Linked DNA regions of Hordeum vulgare: regions 2 and 3 are each linked to region 1. The links are chromatin contacts, called in public Hi-C maps. All regions are on one chromosome and are shown on one strand. Each heading gives the region's core, a stretch centred on a gene start, on an enhancer-like site or on the middle of the called end of the contact. The rest is flanking DNA. Distances are from core to core; before and after follow the strand shown.

Evidence for each region. A called contact is a pair of places that touch in the nucleus more often than the background predicts.
Region 2: a contact with region 1 is called in a Hi-C map of seedling, with 4 times the contacts expected there. The contact joins the promoter of LOC123441099 here to the promoter of LOC123441113 in region 1. A contact is called at or near these places in 3 of 6 Hi-C or Micro-C datasets (leaf and seedling) and 1 of 1 datasets of contacts at active chromatin or transcription factors (embryo).
Region 3: a contact with region 1 is called in a Hi-C map of leaf, with 4 times the contacts expected there. The contact joins the promoter of LOC123441089 here to the promoter of LOC123441113 in region 1. A contact is called at or near these places in 3 of 6 Hi-C or Micro-C datasets (all in leaf).

What each region holds. Positions count from the first base shown.
Region 1 is chr1H:409,900,772-409,904,925 of MorexV3_pseudomolecules_assembly, reverse strand. LOC123441113 reads right to left here and starts at 1,501. Exons shown (of 16, transcript XM_045117637.1): 1 at 1,305-1,501; 2 at 1-51.
Region 2 is chr1H:409,618,253-409,622,181 of MorexV3_pseudomolecules_assembly, reverse strand. LOC123441099 (ran-binding protein 1 homolog c-like) reads right to left here and starts at 1,947. Exons shown (of 4, transcript XM_045117622.1): 1 at 1,657-1,947; 2 at 1,420-1,571; 3 at 1,186-1,311. The coding sequence starts at 1,835.
Region 3 is chr1H:409,599,113-409,603,221 of MorexV3_pseudomolecules_assembly, reverse strand. It overlaps LOC123441089 (pre-mRNA-splicing factor cwf23-like), which reads left to right and starts at 2,637. Exons shown (of 4, transcript XM_045117615.1): 1 at 2,637-3,492. The coding sequence starts at 3,013.

The sequences.
Region 1 (4,154 bases), core at 252-2,751:
TTGAGCTCAAATGCCCAAGAAGCAGTGAGAGATCTCAAATCACAGAAATACCTGTCAATATAGAAGATCGTGAGTTATAAATAAATCTTGGAACCAGTCTTTCACATCAAGTAACATGGTACGCTCCAGGTCCAAAGTAAGGAGCAAAAAAGATAGCTTTGACCAAAGAAAACACACTACCTTAATGGAATGTGCCAACACTTAATTTTTTACATAAATATTCCAACGTGTGACATCTTGTTTTACTCCATGGTTTTTACAAACACAAACTTTCTTCCGTGTACAGAAGCTTTCAGCTTATTAATGTTGCCCGATAAAACATAATCCGCAAAACAGGCCAACTGCAGTGTGACACACTAGTCGTATATAAAATAAGAAATAAAAAATGACAAATTATATGTGACACGTCCCACTAATGCAACAATACTATTAAAGTATTAATAAATGCAACCAGCTCTGCTCCATCCATAAGTCTAGGGGTACACTATGAGACACAAAAAATTGTTTGTTTTCCATCACGTTAGACTTCTAGTTAGTTTACTAAATCCGCTTAATCATGCCATAGTGACAATGTAATGCACAAAGCAAAGGTCGACAGAGATACTAGCAGCTCCTAAAGATGAGCTCTAGTACAGACCGAAGACCACATCACAATCAGCATCACCAACAGAAATGCACCATCTACAAGGAAAAGGACGACAGAGCGCCTTTTACTCAAAGTTCTTGGAGCTGGCTAACAAATCGAATAACCCATGATACATGGCTCCATGGAACGTCCATCAATGACCGAAATGTAGAAGTTATCAAAGCTCGAAATGAAGCACTGAGAACTACTCTCGATTGTTTTTCAAAGGTTCAGCAAACTCGGACATTCACGTCTGCCAACCCCCGCAGCCAACTGATAAGTCTCGCGCTAGCGCCTACAATCAAGAATTCACCAAATTCAAAGCTAAACGAAGCTTGCCACTAGAGCACTCTAGCCCCACCTCTATTGATCCAGCCTGCACAAACCACCGCCACTCACCGCCCGGATCTCAGCAGAGATCCCACCAATTCCAGTTAAATCCAGCACCTACCATATCTCGTGAACCTCTCTACACAGCCGAGAGCCACCATCAGATCCCGTGCCCAAACCCTTTGTGGCGGATCAACCCCCGGGGAGGGCCCACATGTCAGACGACGCGTCGCACAAAGAAATCCCTCCCGCAAGCTCAGACAGCTGCGCCCGAGCACCCGCGCACGCGGGAATTGGACGATTGCTCGACGGAATCAAATTGGGCGTGAACGGTGGGATTAGGGCTTACCGAGAGCGCAGGGATCCGGATCTTCAATCCGGCGGGGGAGCTCGCCGCCGAAGAGGGGTAATCGAGCGGAGAGGAGCAGAGCGTCGGGGGAGGGGAGGGCGGGGCGGGGCGAGGCTCGGAGGAAGAAGAGCTCGAGTTGGAGAGAGCTTCGAGGGGAGAAAGGGCGGCTTCGGTGAAGGCGGAGGAAGGAAGGGGGCGAGGTGGGGTCGCCGTCGGTCTGAACGGACAAAGGGGAAAACGAGTCAGCTAAAATGGTGGCGGTGGCTGTGCCAATGACATGTGGGGCCGGGCCCGCTGGGCAGTGCCAGGGGGCGGTCATGTGTGGGGATGTTGTTGGCCTCGTTGCCATATCCTCTCTGTAAAGAGCAAACGATGTGTTTTTCCGAAGGCTACGCGCATTCCAACGCCGACTCTCAAACTGCTTCTATTCATTTGGACAGACCCCATGAGTCATTTAACACTAACCCTTATCAGTCCATCGAGCAATTTAGATCGTAATTTTTTTCATAAAGACCAAACAAACTGAAGAGCTTTGTAGGAATACCCAACACTAGCCACATAGGAGTATGACACCCGTGTTCATAAAAAACTAAGGCGAAGCCCACGCTTTTGTAGTTGGTTGCACTATTTTCACGGCAAAATCACCCACTCTCCTCTTTCATCCCGCCGCTTTCTAGCAAATTTTTGCTCTTTCCATGGCCTCTTCTTCCCTCCCGTCATCGATGCATGGACTCGGCAAAGACCCTGTAGGACGGATGTGCTGAAGGATCTGATGTCACGACTCGGTCCTGAGAGGGGCTTCAAATATTTATGCTTTCTGTGTGAGTCCCTGGATCAATAGTTGACATGCACAGCCGACGATGAAATGCTAAGAATATATCATACGTCAAACTATTACATCACAGATCTAGTACTTTACAATACACACCTCCTTAACTATGGACTAGCTTAGTATATGTTCATGCAGCGGAGATAATGTTCTGGTCTTGTTGTGTCCATCCACTCACACGCAAGAGTTGAGTATAGCTTTGTAATCCTACTTTGTACCTTTCCTTTTATACGAAAAACCTACAACATGATGTGTTGCAGCCACAAGAGTCAATACATTGAATTGGCAAGCTTCATCATGATTAGCTTGTTGGAAAGTAAACATGCAGTTTCGTATGGCTGATTTTTCTTTTGCGCGAAATAATTTTGTCCTACCTTTGTAATAGTGGTCTACTCTAATAACATTATGACGCTCCCGGTCCATCCCCGGTCTTAATCAAAGGCACTCCCGATCCATCCCTGGTTGTAACCTTAGGCACAGAGGTTCATCCCCCTGATGGACCTATTCTCTTTTTTCAATCAATCAAATCTTAATTAAGAAGGGGTGTTGAGATCAAGCTGACAATTCTTCGATGAGTTGCTCAAAGTTATCTGTCATCGGAGACACAGCTAATCATGATCGGTTGTATACACTCTAAAAAGGTTTGTGTACATTATCCGTTATTTTCAGTCACACCTTATTGCTACTAAATTTCACTTGTGAAGTAGCTAGGTAGATCTAGATGAGACTTTTAGGAAGTAGTAGCCCTCTCCCAATGGCAGACCCACTCCATCCTACATGCAATAACTACATTTGTTGGTCATGCGAGGAGGATTCCCACAACTTACTTGGTCTAAGTCAGAGTTCACATTGACTCGCGGTTACACATGAAAACTACTCGACTTGAACTTGTACAGTCCCTTTTGAGCATGGGTCATCGCCCACACAACTATCGACCTCGAGGCAATAGCAAAGCACCGCCGAGATGTTTCATTAATTAAGTTGTTAATAAGTAGTCAATCGTGAGGTTGTAGTTTTAAATGAAATAATTGGTGTTTCTCAATCCATGGTGTAGCATCTAATTAAGTAACTACTCAATGGTTACAAGGTCAGGATACAATGGACCTAAATTTCTTCTAAAGTGTTATGTCAAACATAAAGTAAAAATTCATACACTGGATTCCTAGTTGAAAACACCTACAATGCATGAAACCATACTTTATGCTCAAATGTTCCACTTTCTTGGTATTGACATTTCTCAATCTCACAATCTTGATCAAGTTACTCTTCGCTCTCTGTACATTCTAAGGTAAGTAAAAAATAATCATAAACAATCTCACAAAACAATGAAGCATACAACAAGTGTTTTTCATGGTGTTGGTGTTATTGTGATGTGAGATCATGTGTCAATGTTAACTATATCTGGCCATTTCTCGGGTCGGGCTTCGTGTCGGGCCAAAAAAGACCGACGTCTGCAGGAGAGGCCTAAGCCTGGCCCGGTCCGACCAATTACTATGTTTTCCAGGCTCAGGCCCAGCCCGAGGCAATGCCGTAAAGCCCGAAGCACGGCCCTACGGGCCAACATCAGGAAAAACAACATAAAATTGTCCAATAAAAAACAGAACAACAGCAAAATAGCATCAATACTGTAGTAAACTATAGCAAAACAACACTTTTTCTCAGAGCAAAACATCACTATTTCTGAGAGCAACACAACCGCAAAACATCACTATTTTGGACAGCATAACAGCAGCAAAACATCACTATTTTGGACAGCATAAGGGCAACAAATCATCACAAATTTTGACAACATAACAACAACATAACACAAGTGTTCCAGTTTCACAACAAGATCTAAATGTTCCAATTTCAACAATAGCATATGAAGTCCTAAACATTCCAGTTTGGACAAACACAAGTGCATGAATATTATTACAGTCGAGAACCAAAATAAATACTAGTAGATGGTTGGCTTCCATCTCGCCATGCTTCTCTAAATCTCCTCTTCTCAATGCTCCGACAGTCTAGCAACAACTCTACAA
Region 2 (3,929 bases), core at 698-3,197, 280 kb after region 1:
GTCATTGAGCATGACTAAAAACAAAGACTAATGTGTGTGGCAGCTAGCATACACCACTTATCACAAATCAGGCCTGTCTATCAGTGGGGAAACCGACATGAAACAGAACAAAATGGGACAGTGCATAATCCCAAATTATGACAGGAATCACTGAAACTGCAAGTTTCTAATTTATCAGCCCAATTAAATTGTAACATGTTACACCCAGACATTGATTGCAGCAGACCACAAGGCCACATAAAGATGCAATTAGGAAGCTACAAATATCAAGCATACTTTACCACTTGAAAAGGAGGTTCAGCATACTATAAAATGTATAAATACTCTGCAATTGGAACAAAAACAGATAATTGCTGAGTTTCCCTCTGTCCCTGTGAACACTAACATAGAGCAAGTGGCAAAAAGAACAGGGCCAACATGCAGTCCTGTGTTCACTATTATTCTACAGCAGGACCTGAAAGTTGAGATTATGATATAGCTAGGATGTTGTGGTGTAAATTTAGAAGAAACTTGAATGATATAAATTCACAAACATCAAGAGTCACATGAGAACAATGATAGGTTGTGGTTGTGTCACCTTCACTATGACAAGGAATGGCCTTTGTCTCTTGGAACGTTGCCCTTATTTATACCACCACTAATTATGAATAATATTTTTTATGGTCCATCGAGCATCATAAATACTGAGAAATTGGATCTTTTGCCCCACTTTACTTCCCAATTTGATAATTTGCCACCCCCTGAGAGGCTGCCGGGTGGGGCCGGGGCCACTGGTCATTGAGACAACACTGGGGCAAATCATCCGACCCCTTGTAAAGTGGGGCAAATCATCCGACCCCTTGTAAATACTAGATTACTCCAAGATCACAAGCTTAAGATGTAATACGTCGTTCTGATAAAGGGTATCAACACACACCCTAAATATGTGTCGTATTTTTTTCATTGACATCTGAGCCTCATGAACACTATGTTGCTATAAGAAAACTTCACATGCTCAAGACATAACACAACGTTCAGCTATAGAATGTAACCAGGCCATGTCAAACACACTTGCGCCACACAAAGCATACAAAAGAAAAAAAAAATATTACTACAAACAGGGTGATGTAGCATGCTATCCAACTAAGTAGACCACGCAAGACATAATTGCAACATTAGCTGTGGGGGATAGAGTTGAGAACTCACTCTCTACAGTGCCAAACCGAATGGCAAACATCTCATCCTTGAGCTCTCCGTCAGCAAAGTCTGCCGCGTGCCAGACGCAGGATTTGTCGCTGCCGGCATGTTCCTGCATCTTCGTGGTCGAGATCACTGCACACAGAAAGGATCGAGGCCATAACCGTGAGATGAGATCCTGCGATGAATCTACTTGAAGCGACAGAGCGATCGGAAATAAGGGGGCAAAATCTGACTACAAACCTAAGTGGTTGGCGCAGATCTTAAGCGTCTTGGCCTGGCGCATAACAAGGCGGACCTTGCCGTTCTCCTTGTGCTTGAGCAGCTTAACGGTGCCTGTGCCCCTCTCCTTCCACTGGTTCCCGTCCTTATCGAACCTGTATAGCTTCGCCTTCCTGCGCATCGCCACACGAACAACCCCAAAAATCAGCGCCAGATCGAGCCGAGACGAGCAAACCTAGGGGGCGCGGGGGAGCTTACATGTCGAGGAGAGAGTCCTCGTCCTCCTCACCGGTGGTGACGGCGACCTCCTCGAGCCGCACGATGGGGGCGACTTGGGCACCGGTGTCCTCCTCCTCGCCGGCGGCGGCGGCGGCCGCGGAGTCCTCGCCTTCCTCCTCCGCGACGGGGCGCTCCACGACGGGCTCCTTGTCCGCCATCGGAAGGGTTAGGCGGCGGCGCGCTTGCAACTTCCGAGTCGACGCGGCGGCGAGAGGGGGGACGAAGTGAGACGCCTACGGAAGTTGTGGGAGGTCGGTCGAGAGGAGGGGCCGTAAAAGGGGGGCGTGCTAGGGTTTTTGTGTACCACGGAGGGAGAGGCGCCGCCACAGAAGTGGGGCCCGCTGGAAGCGTGATGGGCGAGGGGCCTGGCGTAGGGTCGCGGTCTGAACTGCGTCTCAACAACGCCACTACCGATTAGGCCAGGTACAATAGTGCTATATCAGAACTCATAAAAAAATTGTCTTTTCTTAAAGATGATATTTTAGCATAATATATATCATCATAATTTTAGGGATAGCTAGTTATTTGAAGATAAGACTAAGAGATGACTCATTATAGACATTTTTTATCATTTCTAAATTATATGCAAGACTTAAGATAAAACTATCTTATCAACCATTGTACATGCTCTTAACAACGTACTTTCAACAATCTTTTCATTTGCAAAACTCAAAAATAGAACTTTTCTTTTGCAACTTTTTTACTTTGAACCCAAAATCAATAGTGCGGTACATACGATACATAGACACATATACACCATATGAGCACCTCCGGAACCGAGTTGACATATCATCTTGTTTCACACATGAACACGCCTTCGACCAAGTCGAATCCTCTCACAATATCCTCCACCGCTGCATTCTGCTACTCCCATTGGCACAGAGCGTTGATGTGCGTCTTGTCGTCATCAAGACATGGGCGCTCATTGGTGGGCTGATACGTCTTCAATGTATCTATAATTCTTAATTGTTTCATGTTATTATGTTATCATTCTAGAATGTTTTTTAGACATTAACTTGTTATTATTTTTAAGCACTACCCTATTAACCCACTTCCAAGTGTGAGTTGATTTTTTTTGCATGTTTTTTGTTTTTTAGAAATACTGTACCAAACAAAGTTTAAATACCCCGAAACATGTTGACGATTTTTACTGGACAAAATAAGAATCTGGAAGCTTCGAAAGGAGGCCAGAGGCCCCACGGGTTGGCGTCAACCAACAGGACCCGCCCAGGAGGGTGGGTGTGTCCTTATGGCTTGGGGCCACCTCCCTTGGCCTCTAGTGCCCCTCTCTGTCCTATAACTTTCCAATTATTCAAAAACCCTAGAAAGCCTTCCGAAACACTTTTTCCATCGTCGCAACTTTCTACCTGTGCCCATACTACAAGAAAAACGCTCAATTATGACCTCAAAAAATGACGATGGTTTAATTGGTCATTTATCCATGACCAAAATTCTGAAATTAGTCATGGCAAGTCTAAGAGGGTCCAAAGCCCATAACGTTATGACCTTTTGGGTCCATTAGGTCATGATCCTATTGCACAAAATGGTCATTAAGATGTGTAGAATTATTTATGATCATATTTCAATGCTATCATGACCAAATATAAGACCATAAACATATGCGTGGAGGTGACTCGACGACCCCTCATCCATTTTGCCTATGTATCATGTATAGGGAGCAAAAATTTGTTTTATACTTATATGAATGAAGTAAATTATATTAGATAAATACCAATAAATTATAATTATTCATTTTAATATCTGAATTATTTTATAAAATACAATATAATTACCAAAATAAAATATATGAGCCCATGCTAATCTCATAATGTATAGACCATATTTAGATAAATATTTTTGAAAGGTGGTATAGGGTACCTTAACTTGGTGTTTTACACAATAAAAACTTAAACATGACAATAAAAAAATATGTGGGTGAATTTTTCAGTAATGCCAAATACTATCATAATTAAATGTAAAGTGTTTCCACCCACAACACTCAACCAAAAAATATAGCTTTCTTTTGAAGGAAATAATAAATATTGTACAACTCTTTTTAGGCAATCAAAAAATACACCTAGAGACAACAATATGGGTCCATATTTCATAAATCCAATATCTATACGGACTAATATCTAAATCCAATATGAGTCCATAAATATTGGGTCATTTAAACATACCACATGAGGTTAATATGTTGAGTGTTTACCCGAAATAAGAGGATAAAAAATATAAAAGAAAAACACAATTAC
Region 3 (4,109 bases), core at 1,388-3,887, 300 kb after region 1:
CAAGAAGTCGCCAATCTTGTTTTACCAGTATCGTCAGAATGCAACAACGGATATCACAAAAACACATACTCCTTGGCTTTATGCATCACATATTTTCCATCAAGCCATCTGAAAGTGCATTTAATCCCTTGGTGGTTTTGGTAATTAATAACAACATATATGTCATTAAACTAATATTTCAATCAAGTACATTTCAGATGAGTTTGGCATGGCTACAATATGTGATGTGGAACCCTTACGATGCAAAGGATATATATTGGCAAAAGCTTCAAGACTCCACATTTTGTTTAAGTGATCTTGATCACATTGAGTCCATAGGAAAGGCAATACTATTAAGGGGGAAATATGTATTGATGATGACCTGGTTGCGCAAGTGCTTAGAGATTTTCCACCCAAGATTCTCAACAACATTCTCACATAATTTCTCTCCAAAACCCTAAAGCCAAATCGGGTACACCGAAGTTTTCCTTTCGGTTCCACCGATTTACCTATGATAGAGCCCTAAGCCAAACCCTAACTTCTCGATGGTACCAAGACTGCGTTCGGTGAAATCGAAAAGCAGTGACCAACTTGCTGGAGTCGATTGTATTAATCTTGGAATCTCCGAGATGAAACGATCGTAACCTCTGAGTCATTGGGACTGCCTAAGTTGAACCGAATCGGTCCCACCGAGTTATTTTTGTCGATCCTACTGAAAAGCCAAAAGCTGCAGCCTTTTGCACTAGTCGGTACCACCGAGATTATATTATGGTGTCACCGAGTTGGCCATTAAAATTGTAACAGTTGGATTTTTGGTGAAGGCTATATACACCCCTCGATCACCACTTACTCTGAAGAGAGCCATCAGAACGAAACTTCACTTTCACAACTCATTTCCCAAGAGAGAACCACCTACTCGTGTGTTGAGATTAAGGGATTCCACTCCAACCAATAGATCCTTGATTTATAGCCTCCTCAAGTTGCTTTCCACCCAATAATCCTCTTCTACCAAGGCATTTTTTTGCGAGAAAGTAATTGAGTGTCGAGGAGACTATCTTTTGAAGTATAAGAGCAAGGAGTTCATCATCAACACACCATCTATTACCTTTTGAAGAGTGGTGTCTTCTAGATTGGTTAGGTGTCGCTTGAGAGCCTCCAAATCGTGTGAAATTGAACCAAGAAGTTTGTAAGGGCAAGGAGATCACCTACTTCGTGAAGATCTATCCGAGTGAGGCTAGTCCTTCGTGGACGTAAGCCATGATGGCATAGACAAGGTTGCTTCTTTGTGGACCCTTCGTGGGTGGAGCCTTGTGTGGACTCGCACAACCGTTACCTATGTGGATTGAAGTCTCCATCAACGTGGACGTATGATAGCATCACCTATGAGAAACACACCAAAAGCACCGTGTTCATTGTGTTTGATTTCTTCGATCCCTCCTTCACTTTCATATGCAATGTCTCTATTTTCCATTGCTCAACTCTTAGACTTGCATGTGTAGGGTGTTGCTTGACTTGATACAATTGCTGAAAACTGCCTACTATTAAAATTGGGAAAATGTTAAGTTTTAATTCAGTCAAGTTGTTTAATTATCCCCCTCTGGACATACTTTTGATCCTACACCATCTAGTGCATTTTCTTATGATTGTCCTCATCGTCCCATCACGCCAGTGATTCGTTTGCATGTTTGTTTAGGAATTTTTAAGACACACATAAGATAAATGGAAACTTGTACAAGAGACGAAAGGGGAATTTCCTCCCCCCGGTGGATAATAGTTTTTATTTCCATCCACTAGTTTTCTTGACGACATAGGTCAATCATATACTGAAAGCAATTGGTCTTGTTTATATCCATCATAGCTGGCAAGCCTTTACAGTGGTGCAGATTTGCTCATATAGCTAGTTTTGCAAAAGGATAACTCGGACTAAACAGCGTTCCATTGAACACATAAACACTCCTCATCCTAACCGATCATGTAATAATCACAGATGGTTTGTAGGGTGTACATAACTGGATAGGATAAAAGTCATCAGCTAAGGATTGGAAAGGACATCCAGGTCCAAGTTATTCTTTCAAAACCTAGATAAATATATTATTTCCTATTTTATAATCAATTTTCATGAACACATAAATTTAATTTTATTGCCAAAATTCAAGAACCCACGTATAAAATTTGGTGGATAAAAACCAAAAATTAAGACAAAAGAAAAATGACTCATGTACCGTGTGATGCGCGTAAAGTGTCATCATCGAGCATCAAAACCCAACGAGTATGTCATATGTGTACATTGGTAAAAAAGGACCCTCTGATTTACGTCCACCATTAGACAAAGATGAGATGGGATTAGGAAAGATAAGAGTGGAACATAGAACCTTTCGTCCTGAAATTCTTATATACTCATAGAAAAAGTAACATATGGCACTTGTAACATTCATAGCAAAAACTACAAGATTCATATCCAATTTACACTACAACATTCATAACAAAATTTCTGTCCAATATGCTTTAGAACCAGCGTCCAAAATATGAACAGAATTGCAGGTTCAGTCACCCTCAAGATAGGGTTTGCATGATGTGAGGCCGTTCTCATGGAATTGAAACATCAAATCTCTTTCCTCTGCGACGAAAAATCAAACGCTTGGCCAAACCAGTGGATGTCCATCACCACGCTGAAATATCACATCTCGCATGTTCTTAATCTTCCTCTGTTCGGAACGTTCTGAATTTTTGAACACTTGCAGGTAGGGTCTGAAGTCTGAACACTTTCAGATGTCTTCATATTTCAGGCGTCAGGAGGTTGAGCCTGACGCACCGCCTCCCGTTCCCCCCGCCTCACCGCCTCCAGTCGCCCAGGGTCTCCGCCGCCGACGCCCTCGCATCCTTGCTCCCCCGTCCCACCACCCGGCACCGACGCCGCCCCCGTCGACACTTCGCGGCTTCTTCACCGCTCGCCGACGAAGCAGCGCCTCGTAGTCACGCGTCCCCGCATCTGAGGGGCGCTCCCTCTTTCGCCGAATCGCGGTCGGTTCCGCCATGGCGGCGATGGGGCAGGAGGGGGACGACGTCGACCACTACGAGGTGCTCCGCCTGCCGTCCGGCGAGGAGGGCGCGGCGCTGAGCGTCGAGCAGATCGAGAAGGCCTACCGGACGCAGTCGCGGCTCCGGCACCCCGACAAGCGCCCCGACGACCCCAACGCCACCGCCGACTTCCAGAGCCTCGCCAGCTCGTACAAGTTTCTCCGGGATGAGTCCCTCCGCCGTCAGTTCGATGCCCGCCTCCGTGGCCGCCGCGAGGCCGCCGCCCGCGCCGCTGCCACCGGGGTCAAGCGGCGGAAGGCCGTGTCCGACCTAGAGGAGCGCGAGCGCGCCTTCGCCGCCGGAGGAGGCCCCGCCGTCGACCCCGCCGAGCTGGCCAGGCGAGAGGACAAGCGGAAGGCTGCCGACGTCAAGCGCGAACTCGATGAGTTCTTCGCTGCCAAGAAGTCCGGCGTCTCTGGCTCTGCTTCGACTCCGGTAATGTCTCTATCCAATTCCTTCGTCTCTTCGTGTAGGATTGATAGCGATGTGCTCTTGCTGCACTTATAATTGCTGCCTGCCTCGTGCTAGCGTACTTCAACTGTGCCGAATTGCTTAAAGATCTCATCCAGCTAGCGTACTTCTGAATTAGTATTCTCTCATCCAGCTAGCGTACTTCTGAATTAGTATTCTGCTTCATGGTTTCGTAACCATTTGCCCCGAAGTTAGCTTTAGACGGTGCATGTAAATAAAGACCAAAATGATGCCTAAACTAATATAAGAGCATTTAGGACACTATTTTAGTAATCTAAACGATCTTATATTAGTTTACAGAGGGAGTACAACTTAAGAGGGATAGGGTTTGCAATTGTAGCCTTGCAAAGGAAGGTGGAACAATATGTAACTAACTGCCTGTACCATTGCGGATAACCTTCAAACAGAGTATATACTTTCATACTGTGGGTGATTTTTTTTAAGTGTACCTGCAAACAGACTAATATTCCCCAGAAATGCATCAAGAGTACTTATCTTCAAAGTATAAAATCTTAAGGTTATGCAAGAGATTTGTTGATCTGTACCTTTTATGTTGGTACTAGTACTGACCACAACTTGGT